Linked DNA regions of Mus musculus: region 1 is linked to region 2. A link is a contact called in public HiChIP or PLAC-seq data. All regions are on one chromosome and are shown on one strand. Each heading gives the region's core, a stretch centred on a gene start, on an enhancer-like site or on the middle of the called end of the contact. The rest is flanking DNA. Distances are from core to core; before and after follow the strand shown. Region 1 overlaps Gm42266 (a long non-coding RNA gene). Region 2 has its middle 54 kb from the start of Bach2.

Evidence for each region. HiChIP or PLAC-seq counts read pairs in DNA pulled down with a chosen protein or histone mark.
Region 1: a Foxp3 HiChIP or PLAC-seq map of regulatory T cells shows a contact between it and region 2, with 3 times the contacts expected there. The contact joins two enhancer-like sites. A contact is called at or near these places in 13 of 484 Hi-C or Micro-C datasets (B cells, CD8 T cells, the HL-1 cell line and 8 more) and 4 of 115 datasets of contacts at active chromatin or transcription factors (memory CD8 T cells, microglia, regulatory T cells and 1 more).

What each region holds. Positions count from the first base shown.
Region 1 is chr4:32,163,820-32,166,519 of GRCm38.p6, forward strand. It overlaps Gm42266 (a long non-coding RNA gene), which reads right to left. Exons shown (of 3, transcript XR_881176.2): 2 at 1,601-1,672. Among named protein-coding and RNA genes, the nearest start is that of Gm52717, 4.3 kb to the left of the region's middle. Within about 2 kb of position 1,307, at least 67 of the 459 cell types and tissues checked have an H3K27ac peak or open chromatin away from gene starts, as enhancers often do. A contact at or near this core is called in B cells, CD8 T cells, memory CD8 T cells and 2 more, where this site is marked.
Region 2 is chr4:32,362,458-32,365,157 of GRCm38.p6, forward strand. It overlaps a transcript of Bach2 not described here. Among named protein-coding and RNA genes, the nearest start is that of Bach2, 54 kb to the right of the region's middle. Within about 2 kb of position 1,279, at least 68 of the 459 cell types and tissues checked have an H3K27ac peak or open chromatin away from gene starts, as enhancers often do. A contact at or near this core is called in B cells, CD8 T cells, memory CD8 T cells and 2 more, where this site is marked.

The DNA of each region.
Region 1 (2,700 bases), core at 57-2,556, 200 kb before region 2:
GGGTAGGATGTAGGTAAAGGCAGAACTTGCAAAAGTACAGAACGGAATGATCCTACCCAATCTCTCCAGAGCCCACCGCTACTTCCCTGGGCTCTCCCATCGGACATCCAGAGCGTTCTCAGCTTGCCTGATGGACAGGAAGAATGGCATTGGTGATGCTACAACAGCGATCAAGCCTATATAAAACACTCCGACAAAAAAGGAGTTACGGATGTAGTTTATTGTGGTGGATGGTTCCTGAGGGGCGGGGGCAGGGAGCGGGCAGTTGGGGCAGGAAGCTGAGTGATCTCACCTGCCTCTGCAAACACGGAGCGAACCAACAAAACAGAAGTGGCTGAGGGTAGGGAGACAGCTTCCTCCAGCAAGGCTCCACCTCTTAAAGGTTCCAATAACTTCCCCCAAACAGTGCCACCAAGCGGGAACCAAGTGTTCGTATACCTGTGCCTATGGGGGAGGTGTCCTCATTCGAACTACCACAAATACCTGATGAGATACACACCAGGAAAAAATGAAACCACATCAGAGGCTAAACTCTGCCAGGTACAGAGCGTTGGAAATTCCCCACACCCTGAAGTTTGTATTCTTAATTCTGGGATCTATCAGTCGGCACAGTTAGGATGGAGGAGGGGACCTGACTCACACACTACACCCTGGGGACTAATGTAAGCCACAGTCCACATGTACGTAGTTCTGCCATGGAAAGTTGTCCTTCCTGTGACTATACAACTTGTGTGTTCTGAGGTTGATTGAGTCCCCTCTGGGTTTCGAGAAAGAGGTCTCTTGGCCATGTGTCGCCTGTGGGATTTTGTGCATTACGTTAGATCAAACTACTGGTCCTGTCCTGAGTTGTTTGTGTTAGCCTTTCCCTTGCTTTCTTGTTAAGGCTTGGCCTGGGTTCAGGCTCACCCGTTGGTCCGGATGCTGCCGCATCTCAGCTGATGACGATCTGTAACCTTTACATGGTGGGTTTGACCTCATCGACACAGAAGTAGGTTCGGAGCAAAGAAAAGTAAAGTGCTTGCACACTCCTTCCGTGTCACTAATCGTAGTCATGATAATCAGCGAGGCGTCTTGAATCCCTACCACAGGGCCCTTGGTACATATTAGCTCACTGAACTCTCATGACCACCTGCAGAGCTGCTTCCAGTCTTGTCCAAATTTCAGAGAAGAGGAAACCGGCCTGGGAACTCTTTCTCAGAGTTACAGGGTTAGTAACTGGCAGGACGGAATGCAAACACAGCTTGATGCCCACACTCTCAACCACAACACAAGTGACTTTCTTAGTCTTCCTCCCTGGGTGTTTTGACTATAAGAAGCCGGCTGAGAGGAAGCAGCTGTTTTCTCTCCTGCTCAGACTCTACCTAACTGCCCTTGACACCTTTGCATTTTTATCCATGCAGAACAGAGCTGTTTGTGTAAACTCCAGGTGAGTGAGTGCTTTCTCTTCTATAGCACCAAAGATTTGAGAAGGTTCGACTAATGCTGGCAAAATATTAGAGGCCGACCGGCCTGCCTGCCGTGTCCCAGATGGTATGTAAAGTTCCTTCCTGTGGCGGCAGACATGAGAGGATGCGGGACTCATCCCATTCTGCACTCTTACCTTACACACAGCCTCTCCATCTCGACCCTCTGGGGCCACCAGCTGGGACCAGCAACATCCACACAGGAGAACCTGGAACATGAGGGTTGTATACAGAACAATAAAACTGTAAGAAACAAAACAAAACAGAAGAAATATAGGGCATCTGTAGTTACCAAGGACTCTGAGAAAGCATAGGCAGCTTGTGTGACTCAGCTTCCTTTCCTCCTTTCCTTTCCTTTCCTTTCCTTTCCTTTCCTTTCCTTTCCTTTCCTTTCCTTTCCTTTCCTTTCCTTTCCTTCCCTTCCCTTCCCTTCCCTTCCCTTCCCTTTCCTTTTCAATTTTTACTCTGAAATTATAATCTGCAGGGTGCCTCTGCCCACTTCAAGAAGACTTAAGACTCCACAGAGGAAGGTGATCATGAACCAGAGGTTACCACGGCTCCACGGGCCTCCCAGCTTTCCCTCCCTTGGCTTAATCCTGGCAGTGACCTCATGTACCATCTAGTCTGATTTCCCTGTCCAGGGCAGAAAGGTCAGATGGCTTGTCTCCTGACCCCTGTTCTCAAGTCCTCTCTCTCCCTGCTCTCCTATTGTGGGAGCTGTCGGGGAGTGGGAGAGAGCACTGTTTCAGACACTGGCAGCTTTTGCCTGGGTTCTTCTGCTCTGTGTAAGGGAGACCAGGCTGAGCTTAGATGCCAGCCAAAACTTGGAAGAACGAGACCCTCAACCATTAAGTACTCAGGGCACAGCCCAGCGAGTAAATACAGTCACTCACATAGGAACCAGGAGGAACGAAACAACAGGTGCTTTGAAAGGCTTACAAAAATGTCTTTGTACCTGGGCCACGTGAAAGCCACTTCCAGGGTGACAGGAAGGACATTTAGTGTTTTCACTTAAGGTTTATAAAGTAAACTGTGCTGCAGAGCAGGCTTTCCATTCAAACCCTTTCTGGCTGTGTGCAGAAACCGCTCGGGTGCCTGCCATTTCTTCCTCTTCTTTACAAAGATGCTTAGTGAACAGCACGAGGGAAGTAAACACCGGGGAAGCGCTAAGAAGAAACCTGTTCAGGAGTCCAAGGGCTCACTCTGAGAGAAGGGCTCAAACGCCTGACCTTCGGAG
Region 2 (2,700 bases), core at 29-2,528:
GTGAGGGGGGAGCAAGAGAGAGAGGAAAGAAGAGGTGGTGAGGTGTTGCTAATTTGATTTGACTCCTGATTAGTTCCTTAGCTTCATCTTGCTCCAAGTTCAACTCTTGTCTCTACTCCATTAGAGTAGCTATTGAATGGGCCCACCAGCTTGTCCAGTATGTATTCCCTTCCTGCCCTCGCCCCTTTCTCAGAAACTACAGGATCCCTTCAGAAGGCCTCCCCTCCCCTCATGTGATGGTTTGTCTATGCTTAGCCCAGGGAGTGGTACTATTAGAAGGTGTGGCCCTGTTGGAGTAGGTGTGTCACTGTGTGTGGGCTTTAAGACCCTCATCCTAGCTGCCTGGAAGCCAGTATTCTGCTAGCTGCCTTCAGATGAAGACATAGAACTCTCAGCTCCTCCTGCACCATGCCTGCCTGGATGCTGCCATGTTCCTGCCTTGATGATAATGGACTGAACCTCTGAGCCTGTAAGCCAGCCCCAGTTAAATGTTGTCCTTATAAGAGTTTTCTCGGCCATGGTGTCTGTTCACAGCAGTAAAACCCTAAGACACCTCATCTAGCTTAAGTCCCCTGTTTGCTTTTGTGACCTCACCTCTGCAGTCCGGTGCTTGTTACAGTGGCGTTTCAATTATTCAGATCAGTCTTTACCATCCATCCCACAGTTAATCTCTGTGTTCTGTAGACCAGCAGATCCTTGTCTGTTTTTCCAGTGACCAGTACAGGAGCCGCCGTGTAGGAACTGCTCAATGCATAGCTGTCAAGTGGTCTTCTCCAGATACGGCTGGGGCCACAGGATGGCCGGCGATCCTTTCTTACTATGGTAATGCTTTCTAGGTAGAGGCATGTCCTCCAAGTGTCTCTGCCCTAGGGTACCTCACTCTGGCCATTGATCCCTGCAGGTGAATTTGCAGAGAACCAGATGTAAAACCAGGCTTTGCCAGTGCTGTCGAGCTGCTGAATAAGCCAGTCATGGGGCTGTTCTGCCCCCTGGCACTTCCACTCAGGGAAATAAAGCCTCCGTCTTGGTCACGTTAGGTTTACAGTTTTCTCTCATGAGATCAGTCTCTGACACAGAATGTCACAAGTGACTGACAAATGAGTGAGTAACTTTATCTCCCTTGGCCGGTTTACAGATTCCTCGTGTCCCTGTGTAATTGAGTTTTCGCTTCCTTCCTGTGAAGTCGGGCCTTGGTGACGATAATACTCAGCACTGAACCCAGATTGCTTTTGAGAGTTGCTGCCTTCACTCGATGCCCTGTAACCTGAACTTGAACTCCGACCCCCCACCTCTCACCCTTTGGCTCTGCACTTAGTTCGTAACTTCTTGGGGGCAAGTTCCTCTGTTAGGAGTTTGAGAGTCAGATGAAGTCATGCCGGCAGTTTCCTGTTTGCGAGCCTCTGAGCTGGTGACAAGCGCAGGCAGCTCTGACAGGTCTGTAGGTGTTGCCAGATGTGGCTCTGATTCACCCCCTCTGCTCGATAATTCCCCAGAGCTCTTCATCTCCCCAGCCGCCATCCCTGCTCTCCTCCTCGGGATGAGAAGATGTTGTGCCACCTTTCCGTGTGAGGAGATGAGCTGCTCACAGCCCGCCCCTTCATGCCCCACCTGCTTTTCTAGGGTTCAGGTGGGATGTTTATTGGTGCCTTTCTCTCCTCCCCCCATTAGTGTGGAACAGCCACAGTACAGGAGACTTTATTTGTTTCTGAACATTTTCTGTGTGAAGGACTTCGGTGCTCTACTGGCTCCAGTAGGCCCACCCACCACACACAAACACACCTCAGTGTAACACAACATAACCTGTGAAATGCAGGACTTTTCATAAATGCTACTTGAAACACAAAGACACTACTCTTCTCTCTCTGCTTAGCTGATTTCCCAGCCCTTGGGTAATAACAGGGAGAGACAGCCACCTGCTTTTGTAAAATGGTCCCTTGGTGATAAACCGCGGAGGCAAGCAGGTAGGTAACCCATCTGTGAGAGTTTGCCAGTGCCACGGGGAACACACACTGAATTTGTAATGTAAAAACTAGTGTTCTTAAACCAAAATAGGAATAGTGCTTTTGGCTCACCACCATCTTACACCATTAACAGGTTCTCTCTGAGATCAGGATTCAATCCTTGATACCTTAAAAGGTTAGAAGGACATAGCACAGATGCAGCAAAAGTGATTTGTACACTCAGGAAGTGCCAGACAAGAGTGTTAGTGTTCAAAGACACCAAACAACTACCCTTTCATGCTACCCAGAGCCCTCCTTGGTCCCCCGCACCTCCCAAAATACAGAGAATGGTTATTTGCTTGGCCCTACATGTACCTGAATGTATTCCTCTGTACCTTAATACTTTTAATAGAACTGTTTCCTTCCCTGACTTCTAAATTGTCAAGAAAAAAAAATACTGTGGTCCTTTCTATTCAGGGAACTGCGTTATAGTCTGGGTAAAGGACTTTACACAGCACTAAAATCTCATCCACCTCTTGCACTTATTTTGTTAGCCAGCACTTGTGCACAATATTGTATAAGAAGCACATGAATCTATAGATCAAATATGTCTGAGAATGAACAGACAAAAGTTCTAACTCATGAAGCTTATACGCAGCCAGGGAGGAAAAAAGATAAGCAAGAAGCAAACGGATGGTGCTGTGTTAGAACCTGACCATGGCTCCGAAGAAAACGGAGGAAATCCAGTGTGTGAGCAGAG